Linked DNA regions of Sus scrofa: all the other regions are linked to region 2. A link is a contact called in public Hi-C data. All regions are on one chromosome and are shown on one strand. Each heading gives the region's core, a stretch centred on a gene start, on an enhancer-like site or on the middle of the called end of the contact. The rest is flanking DNA. Distances are from core to core; before and after follow the strand shown. Region 1 overlaps LIMCH1 (LIM and calponin homology domains-containing protein 1). Region 2 overlaps LIMCH1 (LIM and calponin homology domains-containing protein 1). Region 3 overlaps LIMCH1 (LIM and calponin homology domains-containing protein 1).

The links. A called contact is a pair of places that touch in the nucleus more often than the background predicts.
Region 1: a Hi-C map of liver shows a contact between it and region 2, with 7 times the contacts expected there. The contact joins two enhancer-like sites. A contact is called at or near these places in 5 of 47 Hi-C or Micro-C datasets (adipocytes, liver and skeletal muscle) and 1 of 2 datasets of contacts at active chromatin or transcription factors (skeletal muscle).
Region 3: a contact with region 2 is called in a Hi-C map of liver, with 2.1 times the contacts expected there. The contact joins two enhancer-like sites. A contact is called at or near these places in 3 of 47 Hi-C or Micro-C datasets (fibroblasts and liver).

What each region holds. Positions count from the first base shown.
Region 1 is chr8:32,506,449-32,510,524 of Sscrofa11.1, forward strand. All of the region lies in intron 1 of LIMCH1 (LIM and calponin homology domains-containing protein 1), which reads left to right. Among named protein-coding and RNA genes, the nearest start is that of LIMCH1, 75 kb to the left of the region's middle. Within about 2 kb of position 1,508, at least 9 of the 83 cell types and tissues checked have an H3K27ac peak or open chromatin away from gene starts, as enhancers often do. A contact at or near this core is called in liver, where this site is marked.
Region 2 is chr8:32,578,253-32,582,236 of Sscrofa11.1, forward strand. All of the region lies in intron 2 of LIMCH1 (LIM and calponin homology domains-containing protein 1), which reads left to right. Among named protein-coding and RNA genes, the nearest start is that of LIMCH1, 150 kb to the left of the region's middle. Within about 2 kb of position 1,684, at least 14 of the 83 cell types and tissues checked have an H3K27ac peak or open chromatin away from gene starts, as enhancers often do. A contact at or near this core is called in liver, where this site is marked.
Region 3 is chr8:32,646,303-32,650,505 of Sscrofa11.1, forward strand. All of the region lies in intron 3 of LIMCH1 (LIM and calponin homology domains-containing protein 1), which reads left to right. Among named protein-coding and RNA genes, the nearest start is that of PHOX2B, 200 kb to the right of the region's middle. Within about 2 kb of position 2,694, at least 9 of the 83 cell types and tissues checked have an H3K27ac peak or open chromatin away from gene starts, as enhancers often do. A contact at or near this core is called in liver, where this site is marked.

The DNA.
Region 1 (4,076 bases), core at 258-2,757, 72 kb before region 2:
TGGTTGTCCATGGGACACTGGCTTGGACCACCAATTGCCAAACTCAAAAAACAGTTACCTACCAAGCACACTGCCTTTTTTTACCCATTCGTCATGTCACAGGCTTTTCTGGGATTCTGCCACATATGCAGACACTTAAATGTCTAGTTTCATGGCTGTTTCAGAGAATGGGGGTTTGTAGACAGCTGAGAGCTGGATGTCTGAGGTGCTGCTGTTTTTAGGAACATTTATGTCCATGTGAATAGTTTCGATCTGAAACCGCGCCTAACTATGAAATCTGAGAGAGTGAAAAGATTCCTATAAAATTCCAGGTGAGTCTGAGGTCTTTTTATGGTATGCATATAAAAAGGGTTTTTCTACATTCTTCTGTGTAATAGCGAAAGATGTATTTCATATTGATGTTTCACAGGAGATGTTAGTGAAATTTATGAATCATAACCATATCCTGGTCATTTTACTTTAGAAATATTACCTGCTTAGAGTAATTCTGGTAACTCAGTCTTTTGAAGGTTCCCTACATATGACTGCCTTCTACAGTGGAGGAGAGGTTTGGAAAGGGTTGTTTTCTTGGTGCAAAGGATCTAATATGTACTGCAGTTGGCGCCACACAGAATTGTCATTTCCTGGCAGGGGCTGTCCCCTTTAGACTTGGAGTTGGCACAGAAACATCATTGCTTAAGAGAGCCAGCCCATTCCTGAGTGCAGTTTGACAGGTCTTTGTAAACAAACTCCTTCAGCCTTGTTGAAATAAGGGACCATCTCAGCCCTCCCAGGTACAGTTCACAGTTATTGAGCAATTGTTGGCTTCCCTTTCATCTAAAATCATCATTGCAGGTAGGATGCTGGGTTACAAATTGCATCCACCTATACTCTTGGTACACAAAAGCACACCTGCCTGATGTTTTCTATGACATTCCAATGAGCTCGCACCTCTCATGAAGATGTGGCGAGTCAGGCTCCGCCCCCAATGCCTCGCCCAGTTCCCGGGCACAGAAAGCGGAGTGCCGTTCACACTGGGGGAATCAATGGATGAATGAGTTTTGATACCTCGAGCTTCCGATTGAGCATCAAAGAAAGGGGCCAGACCTCATTTATTTTACATCTGAGCCTTTCTTGGACAGTTTGGGGAGAGAGAGGTTTTGACACTGATGGCTTGAGATCATTGGAATCTTTGGAGCCTTTCCATTGCCCCTCCTGCTCTTTTCCTCTTTCTACCATGAACTGTCTGGGGTCTTCCTGTCTGCGCTATTCATTTCTCCGGACTCACGGGAAGGCCCTGTCATGGGCATTTTAAGTACTGCATGGATTTTGTCCTCAAAGTAAAGCTTCCTTTGCCAGCTCACACATGATGGATTTTGTTTTCCTCCTGCCCGAGGGTCAAGAGAGTGAGCATTTTTGTATTTATCAGTCTGCCTGGCCATTTCCTCCCTCCTCCCCTGCTGCCCTCTCCCTGTCTTGTGCAAGAACTCAGTGGGTCCGGTGCAGTGACCTCCTCGGGGTCAGACCCAATTCTGGAAGCCTTTGTGTGCTCATTTCCTTAAATAAGTGGAAGGTAAAATGTTTGAAAGCAGGGCAGCTGTGGGCTGTTCCAAAACATTGATGCTGGTTGTTTGTTTTTCTGGATTTTAACAAAGGAGTTTTTTGCCAGAAGACCTTTGCACTCCTGCTCATACCACCACCACCCCCCAAGGTACAAAAATACATAGCAAAAATAAAACAGAAGCCAGACTTAGGGCTATCTTACCAAAACAGGACTCCTTCCTTCTTTAGACTGTACAAACAAATGAGTTCCCCAGTTAAGTTTCAATCAATCATTCCTGATGAATTCAGTGCAAGTTTGGCTTTATCTTTAACTCAGACCACATTGTCTAGTCCTTGGGGCTTAGCTCTGTTTTCTCACCTTGTTTACCCACCAAATGGTGAGTCCCTTTGGAAAAAAAGAATAGTTTACTGTTGGGTTCCACCCCACCCCCCACCTTCCCGTGTGTTCAGCAGTTAGAAAAAAAATCTCTCTGAAATGTGTGCAGGGGGATAATAAGCCGTTTTCCTTGGGTGGTCTTAACAGCTCCATGGCTAGATTGCTCTGAAATTGAGATTCTCAAAGGTGACCTCTTGATGGGGCAGGGGGACTGCTGACTTTCTAACCTTTGGGAGGGAAGGGGACACAGCAGTGGGGGAGACAGCGTGGAGGAGCGGTAAAGAACAGAATTCTGAGGCCTTGAATCTTGGCTCTGCCTCTTCCCAAAAGAGGACCTTGGGCAAGTCCCTTAGCCTCCATGCCCTAGCAGGGTAATGGGAGCGCAGGTAATAGTCCTCAGGCCATATTATAGTGATTGAAGGACTTAGCATGTCTTAGGCACTTAGAACAGAGCCTGACACTTAGTAACTGTGTTTCTTAGAGAAAGTAAAAAGAACTGGAGGTGGGATAATGCCAGGACAAATTGGCGTCAAGAACTCCAGGGGAGGGGATTGATTTCAAATAAGAGATAATTGGCGGGAATAAAAGTGGCAGAGACAGCCAGTAATTGAGGAGCCAAAGGTAGACAATAGGGAGTTCCCTTTGTGGCTCAGTGGCTAACGAACCCGACTGGGATCCATGAGGTGGTGGGTTCCATCCCTGGCCTTGCTCAGTGGGTTAAGGATCTGGCATTGCCACGAGCTATGGTGTAGACTGCAGATGCAGCTCCAATTCGACCCCTAGCCTGGGAACTTCCACATGCTGCAGGTGCAGCCCTAAAATGCCAAACAACAACAACAATAAAAATGAAAAATAAAAAAAAGGTAGACAATAAGGTGACTATCTGGAGACACTAAGCGGCTTCTAGCTATTCAGGTGTGCGACCTCAAGCAAGTCGCTTAACCTCCCCATGTGTAAAAGATGACAGTCTTTTAGGTTCATTGCAACTCCAGAAATCCAAGGACCTAGCGTCCATGGTTAGTGATGTCCTAGGAGCCGAAGCTGGAGCATGGTTTCACGTAGGGTCAAGGAAAGATGATAGAGTTTACACCCGGTGTCTGAGCCATTTTCAGAGTGTGACTGTGAAGAAAGCATCACTGTGGGAAAGGCTGAGACCTGGAGGCATGGGGTTGAATGGCGTCATGATGATAGCGGCTCACTGCTGCCCAAGACTTTCATAGGTTTCTTGTGTGTATTCTTCCCATCCCCTCTCAAGCATCTGGTGCCATTTCCTACTTTTTGACCTTTCCTTTTCTAAGTTGCACATGGAAGGGCCTTGTTTAAAATCGCTCTCCTCGGGAAGGAAGAGAGTGGTGAGCTTACAACACTAGCAGCAACATAAAAAGCAGGTGCCAGTCCTCCGGATGAGTTCCAGCAAAGGGAGAATGCTTAAGTGGATTGCTGAAATCGTTCTGCCTAACTTGGTGGCATATTTTTGATATTATAATATTATAGTCCATCTGCATACCATTTTCTTATGGGTATTTTTTTTTGAGGGGGGCAGCGGACAGCTTTATTGTTCTCATTTTCCCCGTGGGCTCTTTAAATATTTCTATTTTACAAAGCAGCATTTGTTTTTGGTTTGTTTTTGTTTGCTTCTAGTGCTCTGACCCTGGATTGCTTGAATGTAAATTGATTGTGTTTAGCCACTGAGTGAAGGGTTCTCATTTCTGAGGAACAAACCTGTTATTCTGGCTTAAGATATGCAAACAGACTGTTCTCTACAGATTTCAGTATCTTTGAGAGGTGATGCTGACTACTCTGGCCTTTGGCAGCAAGATTTAAACACATATTCACCTTGGTTATAATAATATTTGTATCAGGTTGCGGTAAGACAGTGTTCCCAGATTTGAACCCAGAAAGAATTATGAAAGGAAAGTGCCTTCAATAGGCATGGTCATTCCACCTGTAGTCATCATGTTTTCCTTTCTTGGTTTTATTTTTTAAAGAATTTTTTTTTTCTTTTTAGGGCCGCACCTGCGGCATATGGAAATTCCCAGGCTAGAGATTGAATTGGAGCTGCAGCTGCCGGCCTGCACCACAGGCACAGCAATGTGGGATCCAAGCCGCATCTGTGACCTACACCACAGCTCCCCACAGTGCCAGGTTCTTAACCCAC
Region 2 (3,984 bases), core at 434-2,933:
AGCTCTATGGAATTCCATCTCTATCAGGAGTTGACACATCCTGGCCCTTGGCTTATTTTTGTGCAGGTCCTCCTTCTTGTGAAGAATGGTTTTAATTTATTTTTATTTTTATTTATTTTCTTCCCTTTTTAGGGCGGCATATGGAAGTTCCCAGTCTAGGGATCAAAGTGGAGCTACCGTAACCTGCCTACACCACAGCTACAGGAATGCCAGATCCGAGCCACATCTGTGACCTACATTGCAACACCAGATCCTTAACCCACTGAGCAAGGCTAGGAATCGAACCCACATACTCATGGATACGAGTTGTGTTCATAATCCGCTGAGCCACAATGAGAACTCCCAAAGAATGGTTTTTACATTTTTAAAGAGTTGTCACAAAAACCAAAACAAATTAAGACAAGAGTTTGTATGGGGCTCGCAGAGCCTAAAATCTTTACTACCTGGTCCTTTTTAGAAAAAATTTGCCAGCTCATTAGGACTACGGGTTTAATTTTTGTTGTAAATTGTTTGCCTGCATGAAGTCAAGTAGTTGCGTTTGGGCAGTGCAAAGTGCTCTTTGGGTAAATCAAATACCCTTTCAAAAAAGGTTTTCTCAGGAGTTTTTTTTTAACAAGCCCCACCCCCTCCTTTTTTATTTTGAAAAAAATTTATGTGTATAGAAAAGCGATAAGAATAATGTAATGATTTTTATCCATATACCCTATAGCTCTATGCAAATAGTCCAGGAAAGAGAGGTACATATAGAAAGAGAGAAAGCTAGTATAGCAAACTGGTAATGATATTTGTATCTGGTTGTAGGATATATGCTCTACCTTCTTCTCGGTGGTTTGGTTTCTCATCTTCACCCCCACCCTTTTCTTTCTTTCTAGTTTTTGTCCAAATGTATATGTTTAACAAAAGCCAGTTTAAGTCCTTCTATGGAGAGCATAGTGGAAAGTGAATGGATTTGGGAACTCCTAGCTTGCGTCCTGTGACGTTTATGGGTAGAGCAAAAACAGATCACGGGATTTCCTATGCTTCGACCTAGTGGACAGTCCAGATCCTAGGTTCACTTCCGGTGTGTCCTCAAGCAAATTACTCCACCTCCTTGAGCCCCAGTTGCCTCCAGTGTGAATGTCGAATGTCGTCGTGCCTAATTCATTGGGTCGTACAGAGGAGTAAATTAACTGATAATGTGTTTAAAACTCTTGAGTGTTTGGAACACAAGAGGCACTTATGTGTTCACTTTCTCCTTCTGTCCATGAAATGGGGACGATTCCTCCGTGTAAGTTCCCTGAGGCAGGCCAGGGAGAGAAGATGTAAAGTATTCAGCAGTGTCTGGCACTAGGTTGGGACTCCGGATCTCTCGCTCTTTTTATTCTTATTGTTGGAAATAATCCCAACGTCAATTATAAGAATGACACAGTCCATGCAACTCTGGACAGTCCATGCAACTCTGGGTCGCTGTACACCCATCAGCTCTCTCACCAGGTTGCCAGCAAGCCACAGGATGAACCAGTTGGGAGTTTACTTTCCAGCTTCTCTGGCTCGGCCTGTGATCAAAAGCTGGGCAAGAACATTTGGGTCCCTTACAAACTTGATCATCTGTGAATAATGAACTTTGGCTGGCAGAGCTCAAGGCCTAGAGCGATTGTTTTGAAAACAGTGGCCTTGACCTCTGGGGTGACGTCATTTCCTCCTGCTCCCTCCAGTCTGTTGTGATTTCTTTCACTGGGAAGCTGTTCCAAAACCCTCCAGGCAGAGTTAGTGGGTCTCTCTGCGGCAGCTAAATACCTGGACCCCCTCTGTGCTAGTGCTTATCACCTTGTCCCACAACTGCCTCCTGTACCAGATCGAAAGCTTCCTAAAGACCTCTTCTATTTATCTTTGGATTTGCCCCATTGGACACGGGTCTGGTGCATAATACAGCTGTTACAAAGAGTTGTTGGATAAACTGAGACCATTAGTAAGAGTTCTGCCCAGGCAATCTAATCACCAGTGACCTTAACTTTCTCCCAGTCTTTGCTGTCATCATCAATATTACCCTCTAGCTTTCTACCTTCTCCCCTTCTCTCCTTTCCTTCCTTTGACTCCCATCTCACTCCCCCCCACCCCACCCCCACACACATACAATTTTACATGAAGAATGATCCCATTCCTGAAGACTGGGAGTTCAGAGGATGGAAGTATTTCTTTCTTCACATGTAAGATCCTCCGTTCTAGCTCTATCTTCTTAGGGGTCGCAGAGGCAAACGTCTGGGTTTTCTTCTGCAAACACATTTTAGTGGAATGCAAAGTCCAAGTATGTTGGTCTGCAAATGAGTGACCAATAAAGAATGTCTTAGTGGATTTTTGTCCCGGTTCTTATGTTGCTGAAATAATTTTCTGAAGATAAGAAATCTGTTGGCAAACACTTGCTTATATCATCGCTGATGAATGAGCTGCTTATTCTAAGGAGGAGGGCTTGTCTTAGATTCTTGTCCTGATTTCGACATAAGATGTGGTGTGCCATGGACATGCGCCCTTCTTCCCGGACGGGTTGGGAGTTGATGGCATAGCTTTCCTTGGAGACTTTTTGTCCTTTGGAGGACTTATTGGATATCAACTATGTCCTGCACGGCCCTACATCAGGCACTGAAGGGCATAAAAAGGGAATGGAAGGCTTGATCCTTGATCTTCGAGAGATTTATAATGTGCTTGAGGACTAAACATACAGACAAAGCAGTTGTTACAGTGAAAACCAGTGTATGAGTCAATGAAGAAGTGACCTAAGTTGAATTCCTAAGCTTTGATAAGAAGTTAAATAAGGGGAGATTGTTGTAGTTTTTTTTCCAGGGTTTATGTAGTTTTATTTTTATTATTTTTGTTAAAGATTTTTATATTTTCTATTATAGCTGATTTACAATATTCTGTCAATTTTTGCTATACAGCAAAGTGACCCAGTCATACATATATAGATACCCACACACACACACACACACACACACATTCTTTTTCTCACATTATCCTCCAAAGATTGTTGCAGTTTTGGAAACAGTTATTGGAGAGCTGTTACACCAAGTGAATTTTAGTTAAGATGAGAGTAGGCTGAGGGAAAGAGAAGGGACAAAAGCAGAGTGAAGTTTGGGGACAGGAATGAGGATGCTTTGTTTGGCAAACATAGAGGAGATCTGCCGGGTGGGGGGGAGAGAGACATCTTTTTCTTCATCCAACTAGCCTTTTTAAGAAGCTGCTTCCAGGTGTGGCAAGTTCCTATAAAGATGAGTAAACTATGGGAGTTCCCGTCGTGGCTCAGTGGTTAACGAATCCGACTAGGAACCATGAGGTTGCGGGTCCAGTCCCTGGCCTTGCTCAGTGGGTTAAGGATCTGGCACTCCCGTGAGCTGTGGTGTAGGTTGCAGACGCGGCTCGGATCCTGCGTTGCTGTTGCTGTGGCTGTGGTGTAGGCCGGCGGCTACAGCTCCGATTGGATCCCTAGCCTGGGAACCTCCATTTGCCGCGGGTGCAGCCCAAGAAATGACAAAAAGACAAAAAAAAAAAAAAAAAAAAAAAAAAAAAAAGTAAACTCTGCCGTAGTGTCATGTAATAGGGGTGCCCTAATTGGATCCGGGATCTAAATCCTGAGCCTATGTGAGATACTAACTTCGTGTTCCCTTGAGGAAGTGGCCTTTAGGTGGAGACCTGAACAAAGAGCAGAAATTAGCCAGGAAAGAAGAAAGAGAGATACACATAGGGAGGAAAACATGTTCTAGCTGAGAAAATAACGCATTTGAACTCCTTGAGGTGTTAGAGGAGTTGCAAGAAGGCTTACTTGGTGAAAATGTCGCAAACAGGGAGGATGATGATACGAGATGAGGGTAGATGGAGAAGAAAAGTCGGCAGGTCCAATTGCCCAGGGCCTTATACATCATAGGAGGAAATTTGGGGTGTTTTCTCCAGAGCAATGGAAATGAGGAGGATATAAAAGGGATCCACAGAACTTGCTAGGGTATAGGGATAGAT
Region 3 (4,203 bases), core at 1,444-3,943, 69 kb after region 2:
TTTCCTATACAAAGGAGCAGAGTTATTAAATTTCTCATAGTGACAGGAGTTCCCATTGTGGTGCAGGGGAAACAAATCTGACTAGCATCCATGAGGATGCAGGCTCGAGCCCTGGCCTTGCTCAGTGGGTTAAGGATCTGGCGTTGCCAGGAGCTGTGGTATAGTTCCCAGACGTGGCTCAGATCCCACATGGCTGTGGCTCCAGCTGTGGCCGGCAGCTGAAGCTCCAATTTGACCCTTAGCCTGGGGACCTGCATATGCCGCAGGTATAACCCTAAAAAATATATATATTCTCATACTGATAGATACCAAGGAGCAGAGTGAATTCCTTTTCTCCATTGTCCTGAGGCAATAGGGTTAACTGAGAAACTTGTTGGACATTCTGGGAAATGCAATAAACCAATGGCTTAAAAAGCAGCTGTGCATTGGAGAATAGCATCTCTCTCTCTCTCCTATCCTGCTGAGGTGCACAAACATCCATTATGAATGCTGTGCACACAGTGCTCCAACTTCCCGCCCTGTAAACCACTCACCTCCATGTCAGATCTTGTACAGAGCAGCTTTCCTTACTCTAGCCGGGTAGCTTGAGATTTTCCCTCTTCAGTCCTGAGATATCCATGTTAGAGATGGAAACCATTATGCTTCGCCTCCTTCCATATTCTTGTACCAACAATCAGAAACTTTTCCATCAAGGTCTTCCCGTGGATTCCCCTAGGTAGGAGCGCTGCCCCCTTAGCCATCCCCTTCACTCCATCCTGGAGCAGGAGGACCTTTCGAACTGTGTTCATTCGTACTCTTTGCTTTATGCACAAGGGAATGATGGGACAGGGTGGCCAAATGACTTACCGCAGGCCCTTCAACTAGCAAATAGTAAAATGATAGTTGGCATTATACTGAGTTAATGATGATCTACAGACCAAAAGCTCTTCTTAAGGACTTATTTTTATTTTTGCTCTTTAGGGCTGTACCTCCACTGTATGGAGGAGGTTCCCAGGCTAGGGGTTGAATCAGAGCTATAGCTGCTGGCCTCCACCACAGCCGCAGCAACTCGGGATCCTAGCTGTGTCTGGGACCTACACCACAGCTCACGGCAATGCCGGATCCCTGACCCACTCAGCGAGGCCAGAGATCGAACCCGCCTCCTCATGGATACTAGTCAGATGCATTTCTGCTGCACCACAACAGGAACTCCTCCTTAAGGAATTCATATATCATACTTACTTCTCATAACAAGCCTATTATCTCTAGTAATATTAATAATAATATTACTAACCCCATTTTACAGATGAGAACAGGAGCATGGAGAGGTGAGGTAACTTCTCCTAGATGGTAGACCTCGAATTAGAACTCAAGCGGTTGACTCTAGAAGCTTCTCGGATTCATTTGTTCTGCCGGCAGAACTGGGGATAGAACTCAACTCATGGCTATTTCCAACTTTCTGTAGAAAGGAATTCTGGTTCCTACATAAGCCTTGTTGCTCAAGGTCATTATAATGAAAAATAAAGATCTGCTTTTTTGTTGTTGTTGTTGCAATTCAGGAAGATTTATTCAGAAAATATTTATTGAGTACATCGTATGGTTAAAGGTGCTGGGTTCTGTGGGGGAGTACAAAGAGAGAGATGATCCCCGCTTTGTCCTCCAAAAAATGAATGTATTGTATTCCTGAAACTTCGCAGTGACGTGAATAGCAGGAATGATGTCAGTTTCACTATAAACCATTGAGTCCTTAGGAAATCTGCATTACTTGGAGGGTAAATTGTTTCTATTAAAAACAAACAAGAGAATACTGTATGAGGAAAGAATGTCTCCAAATTAGATCTTGGGAAAATGATGAAAGTGACTGAACTGTGCCGAAAAGCTTGTGTGCGTTTACAGTGATTTTGTTTTCAAATCGTCACCGTTCTGTCCTAAGTGAGGCTCAATCAGCCATCTAAGCCAAGATTTCCTTGGTTTATGCCTAGTGGTGTGACTGCTCTTCCATCATGGGTTGACATCTTAAGAAAGAAGGTTAGAAGTAACTTAACTCCCAGAAGGGACTTAGCTTCTTCTGTCCTTTTTTTTCCCCCCTCGAGCTGGTATGCGTCTTGCGTCTGTGTTCTTGTTCCAAACAGTCTTAATGGTTTTCAGAATTTCCCTTGTCTCATAGTAAAAAAAATACCACTTAGCTTTGATATCTTTCACTAAAAAGAATTCCATGATGTTTTACAAGGTCCGCGGATCTGTTACCACTAGTCTGTTTGGCGTGGTAAACAGTTAAATCTCCAAATCCCAGATAAGCGGTGTTGAGAAAGGGAGAAGCAGGCATTTTGGCTCTTGCTTCTGGGACTGGAGTTACGACATGTGCCATGGGAGCTTAGGAATCAGAGTTTCTTTCCAGCCTGTGCTGTCCTGAAGCTGGACCAGAGTAGGTGTCACATTCCCATGTGTGTCCCCACACTCTCACAACATCCAAGACGATGATGACAACAGCTACAAGCAGCTATATTTGGGGACATACCCTGTGTCCCAGGCAAAATGCTATGTCCTTGGGAATTTCTTATTTAATCCTCACAAGAATAGATGGAGGTGTTTTTCTTCCTCTTTCACAGATAAGAAAAGTTGTCTGAGGTCACGAAATGAGTAAGACAGAGGCAGGGTTCAAACCAATGGGTGTCTCACCCCATCCCTGAACCCTGAACCCTGAACCACTGAGAGGTCATGGAGAGGTCATGCCATGTGCCTGGAAGCAGTTGTTGTGAGGCTTTGAGGGTGGGGAAGGGAAGACTGAGGAAACACGTGAGGAAATCTCAAAATACTGCAGGAAAGTCAGGTGGAAGACAGCCTAAGCATGATGTCGGCAGTTTCACGGAGGTGCAATTAGAACCAATGAGGAAAAATGGCCCAAGAGAAGAAAGCGTTTTCTATTGCATTCAGAGTTATCCCAAAATGGGCTGAAGAGCATCAACGCTCAGTCACTTCTTCATCAAAGAAGCCTTTCCGGCTCAGGCTGGACAGCTCCCCGGTGTGGATTCAACCATTGTCCATCCTCTAATTCTTTGACTCCAACCAGTAATGCACTAATAAGTGCCCCAAAGTGCCCAGTAAAATAGTTGCCTACTCAGACTTCTCTGTTCTTAAACCTGCTGTTCCTTTCCACAAGGTCAGGGAACTACCACAGGCTCTGCCAAATGGTCTCTCATGGCATTGGACTGATAGGTATACACAGGTTCTGCCCAAGACAGAACCCAGAGGGTCCGGGTGGGGGGCTTGCCTGGGTGTGGACTCTGGCTCAGCCACTTGCTGTGATGCTGCATGCTGAAGATACTAATCCTCTCTGTGCTTTGGTTTCCTCATACATTATGCAATAAACAGGATAATATTAAAATGGAAGTGTTTTCAGGATTCATGCATTAACACATTTAAAGCCCTCAAAACAGTGCCTGGCTTGTTTTGGGTCATCAGTGTTCGTTTCATAAGTGTGATGTGCTTTTGACTTGCTCTCAGCCGAATAAGTGAAGCATTCATTCAATAATAACCATGACAAGCTCAACAATAGAAACAATAATAGTTGTGAGTTATAGTTATAAGCCAGAATTAAATTCCAGAGCCCACACTTTTAACCGCCTGCTCAGTGTTGGGTACTAGCTGAAGAGCGCCTCCTGAACTATCTCATTTATTCCTCAGGAAAAGCTGGTGGGTACATTTTGTTGCATTTTGCAGGTAAGGAACCTGGGACTTAGAGAGGTTAAATCTTGTCCAGTATCACCAACAAGTGGGAAAGGCAAGATTAGAAGCCAGGTTTTTCTGCTTATCTTTGGATATATTTCTACCCCCATGAATTTGTCCTAACCCCTTTTAAAAACTCCATGATAAAGTGGCATCAGAAATGATTATAAGTTGGTTTCACTTTGTAGGTAATGTCTTTAAGATTTGCAGCTCTGACATTTATTTAACTGAGGCAGTAAAATGGCATTTGAGAACAATGATCTATAGGAATCAGTATTTACAACTGAAAATGATGGTGAAATTACAGACACACTACAAAGAAAGCTTTCCTACCACTTTACAATACATCATGTGATTGGAAAATAATGTTTTAAAAATTGTCAAGACTGAGCCTTGGCTGGCTAATTCTACACACTGTTTGAAACACCAGGATTGCAGGACAAGAATTTCACAGTCCCTTGGAATGGGGTGTCATGGAATTCGACCCACGCGGACACT